Regions from separate parts of the Mus musculus genome. Here all the other regions are linked to region 1. Evidence: chromatin contacts called from public HiChIP or PLAC-seq data. All regions are on one chromosome and are shown on one strand. The core of a region is the stretch at or near the end of the contact, and the rest is flanking DNA. Distances in the headings are between cores, read along the strand shown.

Region 1 (2,700 bases), core at 151-2,650:
CTGTCCCAATCCAAAAGCTTCTGACAGAGGCCCATGTCTTGGCGGAGACTGGCTTAGATGGCCCGGTCTTCTAAGACCCATGGCTCACAAAACTGAGACTCCTGGTGTTGAGTGCCCCTCCACTCTCGCGCTGTCCACCCATCTTTACCTTTATTGCTATAGCATCATGGCAGCAAAAAAGAAAAGGCTACTTCACCCCCCACCATTCCAGCCTCATGCTAACAGTCCTGTCTTCCATCTAGCTTAGCCTCATGAAGTCATAAGGAGCCATCACCACCAGGAGACATGAGATCTCAAGGCCTTGCTCTTTTGGTACAAAGCTACTTAACCCATCTCAACAAGGTTTGGTGACCACGCATTGGTCACTTTTGTTTTAAACCATCACATTTGGAGATTGTAAATTGCTATGCGCAAAGACATAAATCACATTACCTGGAATTGTGTGGACTGAAATAGAAATACAGTGGACTTCACACTTGTGTCATATTTTCCTACTGAATAATCAGACTGGCAAGACTCCTCTCTGCCTCAGTTTACTCATCAAGGACATGGGATGGATGTGCAACCTGCCTATATCTCAGGGTTTGGGGGGAAGACCAAAGGCCATAGATGATAGTGTCCTCCCTAGTCTGTAAAAGCAACACTCCAAATGAGCCTATAAGTAGCCCCATCCCCTTTCATGGTTAAAATACCCTCACTGTCTAGTCTGCCTCCAAAACAGCCTTCTGTGCTCTCGAGGCAGGGGCGGGGGCGGGGGCGGGGGGGGCACAGAGGGAGGCATACCCTTGCCCAGCATTGCCAGAGTGCAACGTTCTGAAGCCCAAACCATTATCCCTAGTACTTGTTTGGGCAAGGACCCACCACTGCAAGACAACCTCGTCACCTCAGCATTTCTATAAAAAGATTGCTCAGGCTTTAGAGCCTGGCTGACAGACAAGGCTGGGAGTGTGTGTGTGTGTGTGTGTGTGTGTGTATGTGTGTGCGTGTGTGTGTGTACATGCACATGTGCAGAAATGCTCTCCTAATAGCTGACCTCAGCTTAGAATCCATATTTACCCTAAAGTCTCCGGTTCTGCTGGCAGAAAAGGAATGAGGAATGGATTCAAGTTAGAGAGAGAGAGAAAGAGAGAGAGAGAGAGAGAGAGAGAGAGAGAGAGAGCACTATGCTCTGAAGAATAGGGCTGGGCAGAGATGTCTGCGGAGCTGATCTGTAGCTTTGAGCGGCCAACACAATGGACCTCTGGGTGGGCTCAGAGAGCCCCCCTCCCTAGCCCCCGACCTCCTGCCCGTGACACAGATAAGGACCTAGAGGACTGCTCCAAGCTGCTTCGTGTGCCCCCGGCCAGCCGGCAGCGAGGCCAGCCTGGTGTGAGTGGCAGCAAAGATAAACGGCGGTCGCACGGGCATTGAATGCCCCAACACAAAAGGCCGCCTCTCCCCGAGTCCCTCTGAGGCCCAGATGGTCAGGGAAGCCCTTTCCCGCCTCACAAAGAGGATCGCTGCGTGTCTTTTTCTTTTAAAATGGAATAAAAAAAAAAAAAGCCATTGCTCACAAAGGACCTGGATGAAAAATAAACCCTTAAAAAAAAAAAAAAAACAGCCTCTCCTCGCTCAGCAGCCCGGCATTTCTTCCGACTGTCAGACTTAGCAGATTGCTTTCTGGAAAGGATCCAATTGGCAAGACCTGCCGCTGTGCAAATGAAATTTTAAAACCCCGCTCCTTGTTGCACTCAAAGAGCTTTTCTCTCTCTGCTTGTTCTACACGGCCTCGTAGAATTATTCTCTTGTCTCTCGTTGTATCGGAAACTAATATTCCCCCGCTTTCCCACCCCACATGAGGGGTCCTCACCCCAGCTGGGGATTTGGGTAATCAGGGACGGCTGGAGCACCACTCCAGACCCCACGTTCATTCCCCACCTGGGCTCCATCTCACAGAATCACCTACTAATTAGGAGAAAGCCTCGCTCCTGAAGAGAATAAACACTCCTGAGATGCCTGCCTCCCCTCCTGGTTCTCCTGCCCCCCCTGCTTCAATAATGAGATAAGTGTTTGGGGGATGCGGGAGACAGGATAACGGGGACGTTCTTCACACACAAGGTTTGACACCCGTCAAGCCTGTGACACCAGCTCTGTTTGGCTGCCATACCCCTGGTGAAAAGTCAGCAGGAAAAAAATAGCCACAGGACTTGTCTGCGTTTGACAAGCTGCCTTAGCGTGTGATGAACTTGTAGAGGCAAGGCAAACCAGATGCATCAGAATTGTCCTGGGTCCGGGAGCCTGAGTTCGAATTCTAAGGCTGCCCCAATAACAGTGTGCCAGGTATGTGTCAGTGTTCCCCTTTCCTTGGTGCTGGTGCCCTCCTCAAGCTCATTCCTGGGACTGTAAGCTAGGCAATCAAACAGGAAAACATTGTGCCATGGACCAGTTCCATGTTTTGTGCACCTTTTTAGTATGTCTACGAGGTTTCGAGTGTTAGAATCTTTGTCTCCACTGTAGCAATGTGGGGGTGATGGAACCTTTAAGAGGTGGAACCAAGTAAAACGTGCTAAAGTCATGGGCAGCACTGCTTTCCAAAGAGGTTAAGGTGCTGTGCATGGGATCCTAGCGCTCTCTCAAGGATGAGTGATGTAAGTCTAACAACCCCTGAATGGGGACCCATTTTTTCTGGGCATGGTGGTGCATGCCTTTAATCTTATCACT
Region 2 (2,700 bases), core at 1-2,500, 780 kb before region 1:
ACATACATACATACATACATACATACATACATACATAAGAAAGCATTGGAAGCATGGGTTATGATCTAGAACCAGTAAACCAGAGGGAGATGGAGATTTGCCAGTCTGGGTTCTAGAGTTACCAATGACTTTTCTGTCTGTTATCAGCTCTTGTTCCCTTCAAAATTGAAAAGAGACATGATTTTCGGTAGACAGTACCAGTCCTTCAAGAAAAAACAAACAAACAAACAAACCCACATGCATAAGTGTCTCTCCTTGTTTGGGGCGCTTTTTTGTCTTGCAGGGGAATGCCATACTAAAACTTCCCCCCGAAGACTTTAGTGGGAAGAAATTTAAAATTAGAAGCCTGAGTCATCTTATCTGGAGGAATGGAAGAGCTGACTGGAGGTTGAGGGATGTGGCAAAGGAAATGAGATGGGAAATGAGTATGGGCTCAGGGCTGGGAACCTGAAAGAGGAGTTTCAAGTGTAAAACTTGAAAGGTAGATCCAGGGCTATGGTACACAGCTTAGGCTTATTAAGTAACCCTTGCTTAAGAACTATCTTTTGAAAGGAGCACTTGACACACACTCCAGAAAGTTATTGGGTATACTCCCATTTTTTTTCTTTAAATGATAAGATATACCCAACACCAGTCCTAACTTCTGCCACCTTCTCCTAGTCTTTTTGATAGCCAAAAGGGCCACAAGGCCCAAGTTCACACTCCATTGCCATGCTCTTATCTCTTGGTGGGGGACACAAAACTATAGATCAGATGACCAGGGTGCTCTTCATACCTGGCAGCAGTAGTAGGAAAGACCCCGCCAGGAGGGAAGCAAATGCCTCAGTGTTCCCATCCCCCTGCAGCTGACCACGACCTGGGCCGTGGAGGGAGCACCCCATGTCCACGTGCATCCGGCATGTCCTGCTAACTCTTCTTACATAAGATTCCCAAGTATGGAGTCAGGGCAGCTGTGAATCCCTCTTACCCGACGTCTAATAATAAATCGAGGCTAAATTTCCGGACTGCAGTCACTCTAGGTTCAGGATTGAGGGGCTCTTTTGCAACCCGGACACACAAGCATTCCGGTCATCCCACCCGGAGAGTGCGCGCCAAGCCCGCCCAGCCCGCGCGCGCCAGTCCGCCCTCTGGTTTGGACGGCGGCTCCTTGGGCTCAGTGCCTCGCCCTCCCTCCCCCAAACAGCTTGTTCTGGGTTTGGTGCTGGGGTGCGGCCGCTCCATCCTCCCAGCCCTACCCTGCCTTGCCCTGCTGGGCCGCCCTGCCTTAGCCCGGGTATCAGGCGAGAGGCGGAGCCACCCGGCGTGCCCCGCCCCCGCGGTAGAAAGGGTTGGGCGAGTGTTACTCGCGGTCAGGGCTGGGACCTTTTATCTGTGCTGCTGGAGGAGGTAGGAGGAGGAGACATCAGGGGTGGTCCTGGGCGCCTGGGACACCTTTCCCGGACTATAAATTGAGCACCTGGAATGGGCAGGGGGCCGGAGCAACCACAGTCGCCCTTACTCACAGTCCGATCAGTGACCGCAGCAGCGCCCTTGGGCAGCCACCGTCCGCAACGCAAGCACTGAGAACCAGGGGATTTCGCAGTGCAAGAGGTGGGTGTCCCCGCCCTTTGGCAGCCCGGGCTAATATGGTTGCTTTCGCTTAGGTTTTAGAAGGGAGAAACCAGAGAGTCCGGGATGGGGGAGATTTTTTTCTCCTTTTTTTTCAAAGGTCTTCTGCTAGTATTGGAGGAGGTGATACCGGCTGGTCCCAAGGAACCACCCTTGTGCCTTCTCTGGCCAGCCTTGGTCAGGGTGGGAGCATCGCGCGGACCGGATGCCGGGCATCCTAACCGGGTGGGTAATTTGTTCTTTTCGTCTCTGTCTCCCAAGCAGAAAAAGGCTAGACCCAGCCACCCACCGTCAATCCTGAGCCAAAGATAAGAGCAGCCGGGCCTCACGAAGGGCTGAGCTGAGAAAGAAGCAAGTTAGAGAGGGCGGAGAAGGATCTGGGAATCCCGTCACACCGGCTTCAAGCAGGCTCCCGGCATCAGCCTCTGAGAGCGCTTGAAGGCGGCATCGCCAGCGGTCTATCTCCGTGTACCAGCGTCCCTGTGTTTCCGCGCCCGCTCGGCCACCATGATGCAAATCTGCGACACATATAACCAGAAGCACTCGCTCTTTAACGCCATGAATCGCTTCATTGGCGCGGTGAACAACATGGACCAGACGGTGATGGTGCCCAGTCTGCTGCGCGACGTACCCCTGTCCGAGCCGGAGATAGACGAGGTCAGCGTGGAGGTAGGCGGCAGTGGCGGCTGCCTGGAGGAGCGCACGACCCCGGCCCCAAGCCCGGGCAGCGCCAATGAAAGCTTTTTCGCGCCCTCCCGGGACATGTACAGCCACTACGTGCTGCTCAAGTCCATCCGCAATGATATCGAGTGGGGAGTCCTGCACCAGCCTTCGTCTCCGCCGGCCGGGAGCGAGGAGAGCACCTGGAAGCCCAAGGACATCCTGGTGGGCCTGAGTCACTTGGAGAGCGCGGATGCGGGCGAGGAAGATCTGGAGCAGCAGTTCCACTACCACCTGCGCGGGCTGCACACCGTGCTCTCCAAACTCACCCGAAAAGCCAACATCCTCACCAATAGATACAAGCAGGAGATCGGCTTCAGTAATTGGGGCCACTGAGGCGGGGGCTGTCCCCGCTGCCCAGCACCCTCTCTC
Region 3 (2,700 bases), core at 11-2,510, 640 kb after region 1:
GCTAAATGAAGACCATGTGTGAGGGTGGCGGCATCAGAGTGCCGCGGCCGGGGAAGGGGGTGGTGAAGGCCGGTGTGCGGCCCACGGCTGGCTCCTGGTCGAGGCAGCCAGCGCCTGGGCTTTGGGGGACGCAAAGCCGCAGCAAAGTACTGCTAGGATAGCCTGGTGGCTGGCCACCGATGAGTGTGTGTGTGTGTGTGTGTGTGTGTGTGTGTGTGTGTGTGTGTGTGTGTGTGTGTGTGTGTGTGTGCGCGCGCGCGCGCGCGCGCTTGGTGGACAGGATCTGCCGCGCCTCGGGGGGCGGGGGCGGGGGCGGAGCCCTGACTTCCTGGGCCGCAGCTGCGACCCAGGGCGCAAGAGCAAATCGTGCTCCGCGGCGGCGGTGGCTCGGGCCCGCCACGCTTGCAGCTGAAAATCAACAAAGGGAGGCGGCAGGCGAGCGGGGGAGGGGCGCGGCTGAGCGCTCGCTGGCTGCTGTGGAATAATAAAAAATAATTAATAATGATAATAAGAGAAAAAAATCTGCCGGCTTTCTGGGCACTGGGTTTCCGTGCGGCTGCAGCGGGAGGCGCGCTGTCCTTGACGCGGCCTCTCTCGCCTGGTCTGCCTGCCCCTCCCCCTCCCTTGCCCCCTCCCCTTCCTGGGAACCGGGAAGAGAAAGGTCTGCAGCTGACAAATATTATCCATTCTCCCCATCGATCGCGGAGTGTACAGATGTGAGCGCTTGATGTGCCCGCGGAGCGGCGGATCCTCCCTGCTCTCTCGCCGCCCCCCTCCTCCCCCTTTGTTCTCCTCCCCTTTCCCTCTCTTTAAATAGATTTCAGGGCGCTGCCTGTTGGAGAGCAGCTGGCGATCTCTCCAGAGAGAGAGAGAGAGAGAGAGAGAGAGAGAGAGAGAGAGAGAGAGAGAGAGAGAGAGAGAGAGAGAGAGAGAGAGAGAGAGAGAGAGAGAGAGAGAGAGAGAGAGAGAGAGAGAGAGAGAGAGAGAAGCCCGAGGTGCCCTGTCACCAGCCTCCCCCTCCCCCACCTGCCCTTCCTGCTGTGAGCCCACCTCCCCTTTTTCCAGTTTCCAAAACAGAAAACACCAGGAACACCCACGTCCACTGCATCGCGAACCTTAAAGCCTTTGGACGCTTTGCGCTGTCCCCGCGCTGTTCCTTGTTTCTGTGAGGAAAAAGAGGAAAGCGCAGGGAGGTTACATAGCGCCATGGCAGAAGATCCAAGGGTCGAGATCTTTCCTCGGCAGCAGCAGGGACAGTGACCGGGTCACGCTAAGAGAGTACAGTTTACCCATTAGGGGTAGTAGGACAAGGCAGCCTCTTTATTCCTCTTCTGCAAATGGCAGATTAAGCCGGCAGCGCTCGGCTTCAAAGGACCCCGGCGGCGTTCTGCAAAGGGTTAACCCTTCGGCCCATAATCGCAGACACGCACTCACACTCACAGGCGCTCACGGTGCGCCCTCCCCGCTCTCCAGAGAGCTGGCCACGGCCCGCAGTGCACCCGGAGCTGGGGGAGTAGCTGGGGAGGGGGGAGGGGAGGGCTTAACCAGGCCGCTCAACTGAGCCGGGGCCACCTCGCCGTCTGTCACTTAAATGATTGTCCTCCGCTCCGCTCAGTGCGGTCAGTACGGGCTGTTAACAGGCAGTTGCAATCAGTTTCCGAAAGGTCAGCCAAGGTCCTCCGGCTCTCGCAGACGGAAGGCATTACGGAACCGCTTTTGTATTTGCAGGCACTTTAGAAAACGAAGCAAGGAGGGGGCTTCACCCCAGCGCCTCCGCGGCTGGGAGCCCTGAGAGGGTCGTGAGCGGCAGGGAGAGGGAGACTGCACCCCGCGGACTGGGCTGGGCACCGAGGAAATCACCGGCCAAGTGACCTAGGCCCTTCGTGTTCCGATGGGGAAGCGGAAGGTGGGCAGGCTGTAAGGGAAAGAGAAATGAGAGGAAGTAGGAGAGACCTCTTAGTTCCCCTCCTCTCTGGGCCTGCGGCCCACACCCGGTCCCGGACCGAGGTGGGTGGCCTCGAGGACGGGGAGACCCCCACTCTCTCTCCTAGACTCTCCCGACATGCGTAAGTGGTGAGGAGGGTGGTAGGGGGAAAGACCTTGTAAAGCGAGCGAATCACCGCACGGTGTCTGAAGACGCTGCTGCTGCCGCCGCTAGAAGTCGTCCATCAGCAACCAGTCCAACCTGCCAGTGATAATGTGCGATCAACACCAAATCACCCCCGCCAGGCGCGATCCATCATCGCGGCGCGCTGCAGGCCCGTGTGAGCCTGACTCGCCACTAGAGGTGGGGAAGGGGCCGCAGAGCAGGAGGTGGTCACCAAGCAGACCCGAACTCTGCACACCTGGCTGCCCCTCCTGAAGACATGCATCTTAAGTGTTCATAACTCCCCAAGTTCCCCAGTTGAAGGGTGCAAACACCGTGACTCCTGAGTTCTGGGCACGGTCACTTAGGAGCTCGCGTGTCCTCCACGCCCAGTTACCCTGGTCACACCCAGCAAAGCCATCCTTTTCTTGGCTTTGCCCTGTGTGTCCCTTCCCCCCTCCTTCGAGAAAGCGTGGCTGGCGGGAAATTAATATTTAATATCGTGAAATTGATTAAAGGGCTGGAAGCCGGCGATGGGGTGGGGGAAGGGTAGGGTCTCAGAGCATAATTAAAGATCTGGGAATGGTGGCCACTTCTGGTCGGCCCGGGCCCCA
Region 4 (2,700 bases), core at 76-2,575, 510 kb after region 1:
TCTCAGCCTCTCAGGCTTTTTGGCCACCCAGCTTTGTCCGGCTAGGCTGGCTAGCCTGCTCTGGGAGGAGGTACGGGAGTGGGGTGGGAGGGATGAAAAAACACCAAAGGCTTCACCCACACCCTTGCACCCCCTTCCTCGCCCGGGGCCCCTCGGCCAGTGCTCTAGCCGCCCGGTGTTGCCAAACCCTCACTGGGCAGGGTTGCGGGGTGAGGCTTTGGGAACAGGGCTTGAGCTAGAGAAGATGAGGAAAACAAGTGAAACGGGAGGGGCGGGGTGGGGTGACGGCTCATAAATCAACTGGCTCCACCCCCAGCCCTCAGAGCTGAGGCGCCTCAGCCCCGCAGGGAAGAGGAGGGTCACTCGACCACTCCTGGACGACCTCTGAGCTTTCCCTGAGCCATCGCCCCACCCTAGGCTCAGGCCGCCGTAAGACCAGCTCCTGGCCCAGATCGTAAACCGCCCGCCGGATTCGGCGGGAAGCCGCCCTTGGACGCAGCGCTCATCCGCCCAAGGGGAAGTTTATTTATAGCTTGTAAAACGTAAAGGAAACCAGACTTCGCTAGCTTGCGGAGCCTGGGCGCCTTCGATCCCCACCTGCCCACCAAGAGGGCTCAGCAGGGGGTCTGGAAAGTGGGGTGGCTTCTAGTCCTCCCCCTACTCTGCACCCAAAGGAGAAGGGAACCTTCTTCTGTTGCTGCCCAGGCTTAAATTCCCTCTCAGCGTGCTTAAGCAGGGCGCTTGATGCCACAGAGAGAGGAGGCCAGGGCCTGGGCCCTGTGTGGTTAGTGTAAAGGAGACTGAGCTGGCCCACTTGGCACGCACGCCCGGGCAGGCCAGGCAGCGCTGTGCGGGATTCCACAGCTTCCGCTCCCGACAGGGGGAAGTCCCAGAGTGCCAGGAAGCCTTGGAGTGGGTGCTCCCGGAGCCTCTCCTTGGAAAGCAAGGATGCTGTCCCCGTTCCTGCTGCGCACGTGTCTTCAGCAGAGCAGGCGAGCGCTGTGCGCCTGGGGCTGCGATCCGCGGGTGACAGCGGTTGAGAGCGCGCCCTCTCCACTTCACACCCCCGCCGTCGCCTCCTCCCCAGGGGAAGCTCCTCGCTCCGGGGTGCGCTCGGGGCAGGAGCCAGAAAAAAACGAAAAGTGCCGAGAAGACGAGGACGAAAACCGATAAAGAGCTCAGCCGAGCTCTTCAAGATACCCGCGAGTCCCCATTACTCACAACCCACCCGGGCAGCCCTTCCCAGTCCCGATGGAGTGCACCCTGCCTTGGTCAGGGAGGTGTGTGTGTGTGTGTGTGTGTGTGTGTGTGTGTACGCGCGCGCGCCCAATCGCCGGGACGGCAGTTGCGAAACAGGCTCTTGGCTGCAGCGCGGCATAATGGAGGTGGCTGGAACAATGCGCGCTTTGTGCGCGCTGGTTGTTTTCTACCCGCCTCGCCCCCCTCGCTCGGGCCGTATGGCACTTTAATCCCTACCACGGCTAGGCACAAATGCACTTGTGTCCTGTGGGTCACCGGGGGCCGTGCGGCTGGAGCTGTCCCCACCCCTCCCCCGCCGAGCCCACGGCCCGCTTGCCCAGTCTTCCTTCCTGCACCCACCTCCCCCCACCCCACCCCCGCGCGCCACCACTTCAATTCCCGGCGTGGGCCGCTCAGCCGGCTTTGGAAGCTTCCGGGCCCGCCGGCCACTTTTATTTTCCAGGCAGACGGCCCTCCCCACCCCCCCGGCGAGCACGCGCGCGCGCGCACACACGTGGAGCGCAGGCCTCCCACTTGCGGCCCTCCCTCGGCTCGCCCCGCCCGCCCGCCCGCTCGCTCCCGCCCGGCGCTCCGGACTCCTGCGAACAATAGTAAATGTCAACAGATTCCGCGCGGCGAGTGTCTGACTCGGCCGAGATAAGGGTGCGCGGTTGGCCCTGAGCTCCGCGACACCGCGGGGGGAGGCCACCCTGACCCTAGCTGGAAAGAACCGGCTGTGATGAAGCCGGTGTCGAGGGATGGAGGGCAGGAGGGGAGAGCCCCAGCCTCAGCCCCGGGAGGAGAGGCGCTTAGACGCCAGGCCTTGCCCCACCCCCACCCCGCCTAACTCTGTGCTGCTGGGCAGCCTAGGGGCCCGGTGGAAAGCCACGTGCTAGATGTCAGCCCACGGCTCGGATCTCCAGAGGACGCAGGGAAAAGGCAGGTGTGGAGGTGAAGACTCGGACAGTTTTCCACCTCCGGGGAGCCGGCACCCGAAACATGGAAAGGATCTCAGTCCTTGTCTCCTGAAACTCACTAAAATGTTTTTTTTTTTTTAAGCTCACACAACACTTGCAGTCCTCCCCCTCAATCGTCCGCAACCCACCACCCGAGTTAAAAATTCGCAAATTGATTCCCACGCGTTAGTATTAATGGGTTGTTCCTCTTAAATTGTTGCCAACTTTGCTAATGGATTATTATTTAAATTTCTTTTTTATAAAGTACGTGTTGTTTTATAGATGCGTATTTACTTAAAGAAATCAACTGCATCTATTAACATATTAAAGAGAGAATAAAGCACGGGGCCGGTGTAATGTGCTGTTCAGCCTTACTTTGGGTGCTGCGAAGATAGGAAAATCTTATTTGTTTAATAATAAGTCACTCATGAATATGCAAATGACATCGTTGCAGTACCTCACTTCTGTCACTATTAATGAGTTGCAAATTAATGTGACAACAAAA
Region 5 (2,700 bases), core at 122-2,621, 590 kb after region 1:
AAGCCAAGGAAAAACCCGGGACTCCCCTCCGGAGTTGAGCGACGACGGCAGGTCGAGCTCGGCTCGGTCCGAGGCGCCCGCCGCACACACTAGCGCACGCTCAAGCCGGCGTTCCACTCGGAGGCACCGCCGGGCCCCAGGAGAGGCCAGACGAAGCGGCGGCGGCTGGGGGTTTTTACAGTTCTTTTCCGAGTCGAAAAAGAAAGCAGACGGGAACCCGCCGCCCTCCCCTTCCTGCTAGCGAGGTAACGCCGAGACGAGGTTCCCAGCTTCCAGCCCAGCACCCCCCCCCCCGCCTGACTCCCGACGCTCGGCGACGACCGCGCTCCCGCGCAGACACACAGAGGCTGCAAACTTCCACTCGTTCAACTCCCGATCCTCCCAACCCCTCGGGAGGCGGCAGGTCCTCCGTCGAGTCCCTCCCTCCCTGGTGCCCATGCGGGGGCCGCTTAGGTTGGCTGCATTTTTAATAACTTGCAGCTCTGATGTAAAACCGAAAGCGAGCAAGGTAGCTAAGCCTCCCAACGGGGGTCTACCGAAGTCGGAGGAGAAACCCTCGGAGGGAGGAGGTCGGCTGCAGTCCCCGGCGCGCCAGCCCGCCCGCGGCCCCCGGGGAAAGGTGTTCCGGGCACTGACCTGAAATCCCCAGTCGGGAAGTAGGCAGGGAGCCCTGCGATCCGGCGCTTTGAAGTTTTCCCCGGAGCGGAGTCCAGGCGGCGAGGAAGATCCGGGGGCGGCTGGCTGGGTGAATGTGTGCGGGGTCGGGAGAGGGCGGCTACGTGAAGGAGCCCGGCCGGGAAAGCGCAGCGAGCAGCAAAGTTTGGCTTCCTCTGGTGCCCGCAGTCCACTCCCAGCGCCGCGCTCGCTCGCCGCCGACTGCAGCCGCTCTGCTGCCCTCGGGGTCGGCCCGGCGGAGGGGTGGGCTCTGGGCCGCGTGGGGGTGGGGCGGGGCGGGGCGGGCTGCGAGCTTCAGGGCAGGTGGCGACGGCCCCGCGCGATCCTCTCCTCCCGCAGCTGGCCCGAGCTCTGTCACCCTCAGCAGCTCCCGCGCCGCCGCTGCCGCCCGCGCTCGGGCAAGAGCCCCAGCGCCATGTTGACGGTTCGCCGAGAGCGCCCGCTCGGGCTGGGTGTGTGTGTGAGTGTGTGTGAGCGAGTGTGTTGGCCAAGTCGTCCCTCCGCGGCGACAGCGCGGCTCGGGCTCTCCGCCCGGCGGCTCGCGTGCTCCCCCTCCGCCACCGCCGCCCGCCTCGCTCCCGCTCTCGGTCGTGCTCTGGGTTCCGGCGCGTCTCCCCCTCGGCCGAAGAGCTCGGTCGCCGTTCGGCCCGGAGCGCAGCTCTGCCTCACCTTGCCGCTGGGAGCTCAGGCTCCGTCTGCTGCCGCACGCCGCGATCCCAACGCGTCCCCCCTCCCAGGTTCCCTCCTCTTCCTCCTCCCCCTCCCTCCGCCCGCCCTCCCTCCCTCCCTCCCAACAGCCGCCTCCCCTCCCCCCTCAGGCGCAGCGCTCGAGCGACAGCCGCCCGCCCGCCCGCCGCCGCCGCCGCCTCCAGCTCTCGCAAGTTTGAGATCCCCAGTCTCCGCTCACCCTCCGCTGCGGCGCCTCCGCGGTGGGGTTTCGGGAGGGGGTGATTCCCCAGGAAAGGTTCGCCCGACTTTCCCCGGCCCTCACGGATTCCCAGCCGGGTGCATTGGGGCCTCGCCACATCTGAACCCCAAACCACCTGGGTGGCGGGTCGTGTCCTCGTACCCCCCCCCCAACTCTACCGCCCTCTGTCCTCTCCGTCCCAGCTCCGGCCGAGTTAGCATTCACGCCCAGCCAGGGCTCACGTCCTAGGGTATTGGAGACCGACTCCGCAGCGGCGACGGCTAGGTCGGCCAACAAATCCCCAGCCCCAAGAATGGGGGGCGGCGGGGCGGCGGGGCGGCGGGGGAGGCTTTCCCTGCCGCGCGCCGAGACTCCCCTTGCTACCCAGAAGGCCAGTGGAGGACCGCAATTACCATAAAGCGCCTCGCACTCCTCTCAGCCAAAGCTGTCAAACCCCAGCGGCAGGCGCCACTGCCTCCTCTCGCCACCAGCGCTGCGCTCTCCCGGCCTAGCGTCCCCTCCGAGAGCCAGCCCAGCAGAGCCTGAGTGCGCGTGGGCGTCCACCCCCACCGCACCTCGCCCCTTCTTCCCAGAGGAGCTACTTCCCCTTAAGGCGCTAAGAGCTACGTGAAAACACCACCACCCGCAACAGTGGCAGTTCCGCGCCCTTGCTCCCCGGACATTTCAATTGTGTGGGAATTGTGTTGAGGTGGGGGGCTGCTCTTGGGGACACAAGGGGGTGGGAGGACCATAAAGGGACCTGGGATGAGCCTGAGTTTCTCCCAGTTCTTAAGCATTTCACAGTCCGGACCTCCGATGGCTGGAAGGTCTGCCCTCGTCTCTCACCTCGGCCTCGTGAGAGTATCTCCCGCGTTTTATTTTACTTGGCCGGGAACAACTTTTGGCTTCACCGTTCAGCCCATAAATTTTCACTCGGTAACGTCGTGCAGATCAAGGCTCGGCGGCAGTGTACAGCCTGCGCCCGCAGCAGTTCAATCCAATTGACACGTATCGAGCTTCTCCTACGCACCAGGAGCAGCTCTGGGCGCCAGGGGGGGATGGGGGGCGGGGAAGGGCAGGCAAGCGAAAGGGGGAAGCCGAGAAGCGAGGTTCAGGCC

What was found. HiChIP or PLAC-seq counts read pairs in DNA pulled down with a chosen protein or histone mark.
Region 2: an H3K4me3 HiChIP or PLAC-seq map of forebrain shows a contact between it and region 1, with 6 times the contacts expected there. The contact joins the promoter of Mid1ip1 here to the enhancer-like site in region 1. A contact is called at or near these places in 4 of 39 promoter capture datasets (the 3T3-L1 cell line, hippocampal neurons and neural stem cells), 1 of 484 Hi-C or Micro-C datasets (cardiomyocytes) and 4 of 115 datasets of contacts at active chromatin or transcription factors (astrocytes, cardiomyocytes, embryonic forebrain and 1 more).
Region 3: a contact with region 1 is called in an H3K4me3 HiChIP or PLAC-seq map of embryonic forebrain, with 6 times the contacts expected there. The contact joins two enhancer-like sites. A contact is called at or near these places in 2 of 115 datasets of contacts at active chromatin or transcription factors (embryonic forebrain and embryonic midbrain) and 1 of 9 other capture datasets (embryonic stem cells).
Region 4: an H3K4me3 HiChIP or PLAC-seq map of forebrain shows a contact between it and region 1, with 6 times the contacts expected there. The contact joins two enhancer-like sites. A contact is called at or near these places in 2 of 484 Hi-C or Micro-C datasets (neural progenitor cells and uterus) and 5 of 115 datasets of contacts at active chromatin or transcription factors (differentiating embryonic stem cells, embryonic forebrain, embryonic midbrain and 2 more).
Region 5: a contact with region 1 is called in an H3K4me3 HiChIP or PLAC-seq map of embryonic forebrain, with 5 times the contacts expected there. The contact joins the promoter of Bcor here to the enhancer-like site in region 1. A contact is called at or near these places in 3 of 484 Hi-C or Micro-C datasets (myocytes, neural progenitor cells and uterus) and 11 of 115 datasets of contacts at active chromatin or transcription factors (craniofacial prominence, differentiating embryonic stem cells, embryonic forebrain and 8 more).

Annotation. Positions count from the first base shown.
Region 1 is chrX:11,492,756-11,495,455 of GRCm38.p6, forward strand. The region is part of intron 5 of Gm39496 (a long non-coding RNA gene); the gene reads right to left. Among named protein-coding and RNA genes, the nearest start is that of Gm39496, 32 kb to the right of the region's middle. Within about 2 kb of position 1,401, at least 48 of the 459 cell types and tissues checked have an H3K27ac peak or open chromatin away from gene starts, as enhancers often do. A contact at or near this core is called in embryonic forebrain, forebrain, neural progenitor cells and 1 more, where this site is marked.
Region 2 is chrX:10,716,115-10,718,814 of GRCm38.p6, forward strand. It overlaps Mid1ip1 (Mid1 interacting protein 1 (gastrulation specific G12-like (zebrafish))), which reads left to right and starts at 1,251. Exons shown (of 2, transcript NM_026524.4): 1 at 1,251-1,590; 2 at 1,873-2,700. The coding sequence starts at 2,116. The coding sequence ends at 2,664.
Region 3 is chrX:12,135,286-12,137,985 of GRCm38.p6, forward strand. It overlaps a transcript of Bcor not described here. Among named protein-coding and RNA genes, the nearest start is that of Gm46687, 44 kb to the left of the region's middle. Within about 2 kb of position 1,261, at least 233 of the 459 cell types and tissues checked have an H3K27ac peak or open chromatin away from gene starts, as enhancers often do. A contact at or near this core is called in embryonic forebrain, where this site is marked.
Region 4 is chrX:12,005,461-12,008,160 of GRCm38.p6, forward strand. No RefSeq gene overlaps it. Among named protein-coding and RNA genes, the nearest start is that of Gm34301, 4.7 kb to the left of the region's middle. Within about 2 kb of position 1,326, at least 320 of the 459 cell types and tissues checked have an H3K27ac peak or open chromatin away from gene starts, as enhancers often do. A contact at or near this core is called in embryonic forebrain, forebrain and neural progenitor cells, where this site is marked.
Region 5 is chrX:12,079,182-12,081,881 of GRCm38.p6, forward strand. It overlaps Bcor (BCL6 interacting corepressor), which reads right to left and starts at 1,372. Exons shown (of 15, transcript NM_029510.3): 1 at 637-1,372.